2 separate regions of the Triticum aestivum genome follow, and region 1 is linked to region 2. The links are chromatin contacts, called in public Hi-C maps. All regions are on one chromosome and are shown on one strand. The core of a region is the stretch at or near the end of the contact, and the rest is flanking DNA. Distances in the headings are between cores, read along the strand shown.

Region 1 (5,052 bases), core at 1,055-3,554, 240 kb after region 2:
CACAAAGGACCAGAGCAAGACTAGGCGGGTGGCAGGCTCTCAGAGGGGCCTTATGGGGCGACTCACGCAAAGGCCCTGTCGAGGGATTGATTTGTGCTAAGGGAAATCCACCAAAACTCTTGTTCGAACTCTAGGGCCCTGGTTCACGACCTAGCAACTAGACAGTGAGTTTGGCGAGCCTACGGTGAGCTAGCACGATGGGAGGGCAGGAGGCATGATGAAGACACAGCGAGCTACCCAGGTTCGGGCCACAGTTCGGTGTAAAACCCTACTCCTGCTTGGTGGGATTGCTTGTGGAGACAGTGCTTGCGAGCTACAAGATACACGCAAGTCTCAAGGGTGCAATGGCGCAATTCTCTTCTATGGTGGCCGCCCTCCCCCTATTATAGGCGACTCGGTCCTCTTCCCCCAAAAACCTTGGCGGGAAGGGCTACCACATGGTAGCAATTTGAAAGAGACAAGCGCCCAGGCTTATCCTGACAAAAGGTGGTCTTTGCCTGCTAAAGTGGTTATCCATGATGCGTAGGGTGCTCTACGATGACCTCCATCCTGGCGCGCCACACCGTCCTGGTCTTCTTTCACCAAAGCGGGAGGCTCTGGGACTTGCTTTGGGGGGAGGCATACGCATCTGGTCCCAAGGGGAAACTATTCTGGACGTGCTCGCTAGCACGGCCCCGCTCCTAGCACCTGCCGCGGCGACGTCACCCATGTGATGGGCACGTGACCCGCGTTGCACGGCCTCCTCGGGAGGCCTCGCGGTAGGGCGCCTCGCGAGAGGGGCGTCGTGAGGCCGCCTGCTTCTGATGGTGGTACTTGGTGAAGTCCTTCGTTGAGAGGGGCCTCGCGGGGCGCGGCCCTTGCTAGATAGCTGGCTCCGTGGTGCCCACAGCTGGGCGGCCTCGTGAGTTGGGCCAGGGGTCGCTTCCTAAGCCGCAAGAAGATGGCCGTGGTAACAAGGTTCACATTGGGCCGACAGGCCCAGAGGAGAGGGAGGACTTTCCCAACTTGGAGAACAAGACTATAAGAGTTAGAGTAGGAACGGGTTAGCGACCCAGAATCTCCTGTAAACCTAGGGATTTGACCTATCATATAAAGGGGAGCCCCTAAGACGAAGAGTCTAATTTGCAATTTCTCGAAAGCTAGGTTAGCGAAACCACATCCTTGTAATCAAGATCATCGTCAATATCAATCAAGCAGGAGTAGGCTTTTACCTCCATCGTGAGGGGCCCAACCTGGGTAACTTGTGTCCTCCATACCCGATCAACCCCGTTCAGGAAACCACCTAGTTGCGATGGCCTCAAGACTTAGTCCTTGCGCGAGGACATCTGCCGTGACAAAACCACGACAGTCGGCGCCCACCATGGGGCCAGCGCACGATGGTGTTGAGTTCTTGGAGGGTGCTCTCCCAGGGATCGAGGGACACGAGATAGCCCGGATGACGAAGAGTCGCCGCGGCAAGCTCTACATCGATGACTCAGACTAGGTCCCGAGGGCGACTCAATCGAGTACAGGTACCGGGTCTCCTTCGGCAAGATCCGCGTCTTCATCGACGCAATTGGCGAGCCTGGTCCCGCGTTGGACATCATCTTCGACCCCGTTGAGTCGGCGCGCCGGACCAGACCCGGTCAGATCTGCGCTTTCGTTGGTTTCACTCATGGAGTCGACCTGTTAGGCGATTCCGCGTCTGGCGGCGACACACTAGTCAACTCGGATGGTGAATCTTTGCTTGGAGATACCGAGTGAATTTTTCCACTTTTTGATGATAGACCGGGGGGCTACTCCGATGACAGGATCGATCTGGAGGTTTCACAGCCGCCCCGCCGTGCAGCTGTCTACATGGCAGGGACCCCGATCGAGACGACGGCGGGTCAAAATTCTATGACGGCTGGGGCCGAGGCAATGGCTTCCACCGTGGTTGGCTCAAGCCAAACGCTGGCTCAGGTGCTTGTAGAGCTGATGACTACTCTAGGAATGCTCTTGTCGGCTCTAGTAACCACAAAGTACGTGGCTGAACGTAACATAGAGGTTGCAAAGCGTCACGAGCAGATGGCCAAGATCTAAGAGGATATTAATGCAGAGAGTGTTTGCATGGCCGAGACACACGCCCACATCCATAGCGAAACTGAGCATTTGAAAACAGAGGTGCTTCATCTTAGTTTCCGCCAAAACGAGAATTCTGCGGTACACCAGAGGAGGCATCAAAGTTGGCTACCAACTAGTTTTGAGCCTACATAGTTGTTTGATACACCGCGAGATGCACTCGTTCCAGGGGCAGGCACCAGCACGCCAAGTGCGGCAACCATAATACCCCAATTGACTCAGGTTGTACCTCCAAACACAATTCAGTTGCAACCGCCGGTTCAACAATCCTTGGGATCTGACCGGCTTAGTGGCCACAATGAGTGGGGGCCCACCCAGATCAGGCCAAGTTCACGTGCGCCCCGTGACCTTGAGGCGACGACCATCCCCATCTTCTTCCACTCCATCTTCGCTGCCCTGGTGCCACCGTTCTCTGACTTCCTCTGTGTCGTCCTTAACCACTATCAGATCCATCTGATGCACCTGCAGCCCAAATCCATCCTCCTCCTCACCGTCTTCGCCTACCTCTGTGAGGGCTTCTTGGGAGTGCTCCTTCGTTGGCATTCTTCAGGACCTTGTACAGTCTGCCGATCTCCGTCGGGAACCAGCATACGGGGTGCGCCTCGTTCGGTATCACTGATGAATGGCTGGCAACATTATCGACATGAGGATCTTGAAGAAGGTGGAGGGCTACAGGTCGCGTTGGGTCTATCTAGACGCCAAGCAGTTTAGCCCCCTCCTCCAGATCCCGACCGAGACGGCCGTGAAGAGCTCCGGGTGGGAGCACTTCGAGCTCGTTGACGAGAGGCTGGGGCCGCTCATGGTGAGGATGGCGGAGCTGAGGCCGCCAAGGTGATGGTGGCGATGGTTGCCAAGGAGTTCTTGTGCTGGCGCATCGCACCCCTCCAAAAGCGCTCGCACCCGGTGTGGACGATCGCCGGCGTCGCTGATCCGATGTGGCTGAGCGAGGACAACCTCCACTTGGGAGTGCTACATGAGATCGTGAGGATCATGTTCCCTGCGGATGCAGAGAACCTACCCAAGGATATGTACCCGGTGTACCGCTACAAGAACAAAAATGAACTTGTCGCGGACATGCTACAATTTGATCAGTGGGGACTGGTCTCGTCGGACCACGATGGGCCTCGCGAGAACCCTCTCGTGGTGCTGCTCGGCTCGGGAGGCCACGGCAGCCTAGGACGGGGAGGAGAGCGACGAAGGGACGCCCCCACCAACTTGCCACAAGCTGCTGTTGGACGCCCCTGACAACGACGATGATGACGATGGTGACCGATTCATGGTCATGCTCGCCCAGCGCACGAGTGTGGGGGGTGAAGGGAACTCGGCTATGGGGGCGAGTGAGCCTCACAGGTAGGATTCCCTCGTTGCACCGGCGGTTGACGATGCCGGTAGGCCTTGTGCCGAGCCCTTCGGAGGGAGCTCGAGCAAGCCTCGCGAGGGGGGCAGTAGTGGCCGCCAGAAGCCGAAGAGACGCTGGGCTCCCACTGGTGAGTAAGCTTCCACACCTTGCTCTTGTTTTCCTATTTCTGCTTCTTGCTTCCTGAGGCCTGGGCTAAACTGGCACGCTACCTAGGGAGTTAGACAAGAAGGCCAAGAAGAAGAAGAAGAAGGATGAGGCCCCCGCCTTGAAGGGGGCCACGACGCCCGCGGCGCCCCCGATGGCGACACGGGATGAGAGCCGCAGGGAGGCCGAACGCCGCCCCAAAGCAGAGGCGAGGCGCTAGACGGTGGAGGGCAGCAGGCGATGCCTCCCGAGGCACCTGTGGACCGGCCTCCCCCGACCGGGGGAGCGAGCCTCGCGAGGGGGTCTCCACCGACGAGGTGGTGCCTCCCGAGGCACCCGACGCGGCAGGCAAGGCGACGAAGGAGGGGGCGACGAGCCGACCTCTCTGTCGCACCCCACGCCTACCGAGGAGGCTGGCGTCAACATGGGGGCCGTAATAGGCCCCCAGCGTTCGCCGGTGCGCCAAGCCCCTAAGGCGGCCGCGACGAGCCCGGAGTGCATGGCGACGCAGCCGGCCGCAGAGGAGGAGGCTGCAAAGAGCCCCGCACCTGACGAAGGAGGCAGCCCCCGCTAGGGACGAAGGCACGAAGCCCACGCGAGGTCTCGACCCTGGGTCTTCGTGCACCATGACGGTGGAGAGCGGCGAGGAGGCACAGCCTGGGGCCTTGGCGCTAGTGAGCTCCAACGCTGTGCTCAAATGTGGGGCCATCAGTGACGCCAGGGCAGACCTCGACGTGCTTTAGGAAGACCTTCGGGCGGAGGAGGATCGCCAACGGCTCGCAGACGAGTGGCGCCAGCTTAACGTGGCCATGAAGCTGGGTCGCTGGTTGGACGAGGCTGCACGGGAGAAGCACGGCAAAATCATGAAGGACGCCGAGGAGCTCTTCGAGAGGGCCCTCGAGGATGCCGCAGATGCCGAACAGTGAAGCGAGGACGCCGTGGCCCGCGAGAAGGTGCTCCAGGAGTAGGCGGAGCTCAGGGAGCAGGGGTTCTGGACATGGGAGGAGGCCACGGAGGTCTGCGAAGGCTAGCTCGCTTCCCGCGAGGAGGATCTCACCAAGCGTGGGGAGGCCCTAGCGGCTCGCGAGGGGGACCTCGATATCCGGGAGTACCAGAGTAGGAGCTCACGAGGACCACCTCGGAGCAGGAGGCCGAGCATCAGTGCTTGGCGACGCTGGACCGCTAGGTGGGGGCTGCCCAAAACTCCTACGACTCCCGCATGGCCAAGGCCTACGCCCAGCTCGAAGAGTGGGAGAAGAAGTACAAGGAGGACACCAATGCCAAGTCCAAGGCAGAGCGCAAGGCGCTCGTCAAGGAGCATAGCCAAAAGTTGAAGCTCAAGCGGGATAGCTTCGTCCAGAAGAAGAGTGAGCTCAAGGCCGAGAACGCCCACCTTGCGAAGGAGCTGAAGGACACCGAGGCCATGCGGCAGCAGGCGCTGACGGCGA
Region 2 (4,558 bases), core at 1,991-4,490:
AGTGTTAAAACAAAGCTCTGTTACAGTCTTAAAATACTCGCAAACAGCTCTGTTACCACATGCCTCAATGGAAGACCAATCATAATTGTCAAAGCTTAAACATGCAGTACATGAAATATTGCTGTATCTAATGATTGTTCTCTCAATAACATGTGCTTATGCTATACAAGGATGGTTCAGGTAACAAAAACAACAATCAAACTTAGCAAGCTCGTGTATTCCAGGGTTCAGAATTAAGTAAAAGCTGCATATCCAGACAGGCAGACACGATCCTTATGTCGATGTTAAGAAAAGAAGTATTAGAGCTCTGCTTAATATGACATAGTAAATTGACAAGCCCAGCTGAAATATTCAGACGAATCGGGTCTTTTAGCATGCAACCATTAAGAGATAGGAAAAACTGAGTTGCTAATTCTGCCTATTTCTAATTCACACACTCCAATAGTAAGTGAGACAGGATGATGAGCAAAACTGAGTTGCCAAAATGTACATACCCAGATGGAAGCCCATCCAACTCGCACCTCTGAATCATAACCAGCTTTCAGTTTGTAATTTTTACCAATTGTATGCTTATAAACAGCATTCCATTCATCAGTGTCGAAGTTAAAATGGTAGCTGAAAGGAAGAGAGAAATCAGCACAGAAAGATTCGCTGGAAAATAAGCTAACTTCAAAAGGACACATAAGATTTATGTCCAATACAGATTCTTGCCTACTTGCAGACTATATTTCACATTTTGGTTAAAGTTTTAGTTTGGCAACATGTTGTTCAAGTCCTCCTTATAAACTGGAACTATATGTCAAATAATTGTAGGAAATAGACCAACCGAAGCAAATCTCAATATCTGACATTTCTAGAGAGAAGAAAACTACTATAGACAATTAATTAAGTATGCCAAAGTTAAGAGCAGTTAACACAATAGCCTTCACTGCTCTATCCCGAAAAAGGCACACAGAACATGTTGCATTTTGCAGTATTAAGATTCATGAGTACCCTGCTGTCCAGGTCATCTTGTTAACATCGGAGCCCCTGAAGGTAGGATTATGAACATGCTTGGTAATTGCAGAATCTTGATGGGTGTTGTGCACAGAATTACATAAAAACGTGGAGAACTCAATTAGCACATGTATTATTAATAGAAACTTGGAGGATTCAAGACCAGACACATTAATACTGTAGAGATTTTGGGAGAAGAAATGGTCAGTGGATACATATGCTAATGAGCAAAGCAACAAAGACAGTATGCTGACCTTAACTTATCAGAAGAACCAAAACGCCTTTTGAAGTCTAGGGATACTGCATTGGAAGGCAAGGAGACGCTGGGAACTAAAGTTAATTCATTGTCCTGCCATAGAGAACGGACAAATCGAATCAGATAAAACAGAAGGTCCGAAAACTGAACAAAATACAACATTAGACATAAATCACCTTATAACAATATCTTAGATTCAAATCATTTTCATTGTATTGAGCAGTAAGAATGCCGTCTAAAAAATCAGTTTTCGCAATCCCATACACTGACAACATTTTTTGGTCTTCTTCATTTGTCCTCTCTTCCACTGAAACTTGACCAATTGGAAAGTGGAGTGTTGCTCTTGGCTGCACAGGTATCAGGGTTAACTAAACAGTTGACAGAGTTTTATTCCAAATTCTAGGAAATATGCACAGATTCTTGTTGCTAAGAACATATGTCTACAGCATTCACAAACATCTTTCAGCTTAGGACACATACTCTACTGAGTATAAACAAATATAGCAATGAAACAAATAGCACATGATTTCATACCTTTAAAAATAATATACGACCACTCAATGTTTTCAATACAATAGCTAATGTTTAAAATCTGAAATAGCACCTAAAGGAGCTACGATCTGGATATAGGTGGCCTCACAGATCATGCACGCTCTACTGCATGCATGAGTAAACAATAGAGTACAGTTGTAAGCTGTAAGTTACTACCTCCGTTTCTAAATGTAAGGCGTTTTGACAGTTTAAGTTAAACTCCCAAAACGTCTTATTTTAGATTAGAAACAGAGGGCGTACTAAACAACATGGACTTCCAGACCAACTTTTGCAAACATTTTACCACTATTCAATCTTTTCAATATACTAGCAAATTATAGTCCTTTATCTCAAGTGGCATATATAATTTCTGAGGAATGAAGGAGTGACAACTATAATACATTTTGTGCTAACAAAGTAACAATGATCAAATTTGTATTTTAAGGTAGAAAATGAACCTTGTTGGAATTGCTCATCCGCACAATACATTTATTCTAATCAAAGAAACATAGAAAAAGAAAACATGTATGTGTGTACTCACCAAACCACTGTAAGGGACCAAAGATGATATCTCAAGTCTATAAGACGGGTCACCCAACCTAGTTCTTACTGAAACTTCTCCTTCTTGCTCCTGAGAATATAACAAGATGCCATTAGAAAGAAAAAAGAAGTATGTAGCAGAACAAACTCAGGAGACTAAAGGTGTGAAACTTTATCAGTAAGTGAAAAGAATATACAGATACACTTTCCATCGTCAAAAGTAACAAGAACGCACACACAGACACCATAGGTCCTTGAACGAGAATTGCGTAACTAAACAACGTTGAAATGGAGGCGCAGATTTCAATATAGAAGCGCTATAATACCTTGACATCGTGCGAGGCGCGAAGCTGGACGGCGCCACCGGGGAGCGAAGCGTTACCACGGAGCAGCGCGTTGCGGCCCTCAACGTCATACATCGCGGAGAAGTGCTTGGTGACGAACGACAGCACCGGCGCCCCGAAAAGCTGCCGCGGGTCCTCTCCGTGGCCCTGCTGGTCGCTCTGGAACGACAGCCGCAGCTTGGCGAGGCCCCCCGCGAGCTTGCACGACACCTTGTGCGCAAACAAGGCCTCCTCGCTGTCGTACTCCGTGGTCACCCGCAGCCCCGGCCTCCTGTACCGCTGCCCTGGAGCCACCACCGTCGGCTCCGGGGGCGGGGGTGGTGGGGGAGGCGGGGGAGGGGGCGGCGGGGGAGGGGGAGGGGGCGGGCAGAGGAAGGTGAGGGGGCAGCGGAGCCATGGAGGCAGATTGAAAGGGTTAGGGTTCTTGGGGGTGGACGAGGAGGAGGAAGTGGTGGCGGTGGCGGCGGCCATGGGCGGAGGAAGCGAGGGAAGCGGCGGGGTGAGCGGTGTGAAGAATCGAATGGAGGAAGAGGCAAGTGGAAATCTTGTGGGGTCTGGGGTGCGGACTGCGGAGGGCTTGGAAGTTGGGAATTCTTGGCTATTCATAATTAGAGCCTTATTCTTCTGGTTCTGGCTTATTCTGGAACAAATATGCTTCCTCACTTCCTCACGACAAGATTGCAATGTGTGTACATAACAGTATATACAGCACAATATACCAAATCTGGTCCCGTGACCGCTCACGTCTTAAATTTCCTATTGCACAATTGGATAGTACCTTAATTATCCTCTTTCATAATCAGATGTCTCAAATTACAAATTCTCAAATTCATATAATTACATGCAACGTAAAACCTAATCTAAATCTTCGTCAGTGTCACGCCCGTGTCCATGTTTGGAGGCCGGCTAAGCCCCTCGGAATGAAGTTGCGGTCGCCGACGAGGTAGAGTAGGACATGGGACACGGACCGGCTCACGAGACTCGAGGCGCCGCCGTCTCTCATGCCCTACTCTTCCTCGTCGGGGCCTGTGGCCTGCACGTCGCCGATCAATGTGAGGTCGACGATGGATCTGTCGTGGTCGGATCCCGCACGTCCACCACGAGGCGATTGGGGCGCCATGGGTTGCAGGTCACCCATAGCGGCGTTGTGTGCGCGCCCACCTCGTTGTGGTCTGTCACGGCCTCCCGTGCCCTCTGCCTCGCATGGCGGCCACGCTGCGCTATAGCCTTAGCGGACGGGCCACATGGTTTAGCTCCGAGTCAGCGCACCAACGAAGGGGTTGCGCCTCCGCCACAACGTTTGGATGCCAGACGGACCGCACCATCTCCGGCGAGGCAGCGGCGATCCAAGCGTCATTTGGTCTGATGCTATGGATTCCCGCATGATCGAGTCAGACTGCTGTTGGGCGTTCTTCTCGCGGGCGCGGTGTAGTGCAGAGGGCCATCTCCTCCTCAAGCCCGCGTAGGATGAGCTCCTAGTCTGCAGATCGGGTGATGGAGGACTTGGATCCGCTGCCCGACGTACCGAAGAAAGCCGGAGATCGCCTGATGGGAGCTTAGGAGCAGAGCTGAGTGGAGTAGAGTTCCTAGGGTTCTATTCGGGGAATGGATGGGGACGAATATATGTGGGGTCAGGGGTGGACCAGCATGGGCCATATCGGACGTGGCAGACGCACCCGGGTGCACCCGGAACTCCCCATATCCGGCCTAGATTTGGCTGAATATGAGGAGTGCCAGTCAGCCCAGCGTTTCGGGCTAGTATGAGGGGTCCGTTTGGGTCGTGTTTTTTTTACCGAACTGTGACCGGGCCATCCACCCGGGCGTATAGGGAGGGTTTAGGGAACCCTACTGTAGATGCTCTAAGAGCCGGACTTAGCAAATCCGGCTCTCT

What was found. Hi-C and Micro-C count contacts between places; a contact is called where the count stands out from the background.
Region 1: a contact with region 2 is called in a Hi-C map of leaf, with 5 times the contacts expected there. The contact joins the enhancer-like site here to the promoter of LOC123144782 in region 2. A contact is called at or near these places in 2 of 5 Hi-C or Micro-C datasets (both in leaf) and 1 of 1 datasets of contacts at active chromatin or transcription factors (leaf).

Annotation. Positions count from the first base shown.
Region 1 is chr6D:305,762,182-305,767,233 of IWGSC CS RefSeq v2.1, forward strand. No RefSeq gene overlaps it. Among protein-coding and RNA genes, the nearest start is that of LOC123144782, 240 kb to the left of the region's middle. Within about 2 kb of position 2,305, at least 4 of the 8 cell types and tissues checked have an H3K27ac peak or open chromatin away from gene starts, as enhancers often do. A contact at or near this core is called in leaf, where this site is marked.
Region 2 is chr6D:305,521,243-305,525,800 of IWGSC CS RefSeq v2.1, forward strand. LOC123144782 (outer envelope pore protein 37, chloroplastic) reads right to left here and starts at 3,241. Exons shown (of 6, transcript XM_044564018.1): 1 at 2,650-3,241; 2 at 2,325-2,414; 3 at 1,429-1,599; 4 at 1,251-1,345; 5 at 495-615. The coding sequence starts at 3,138.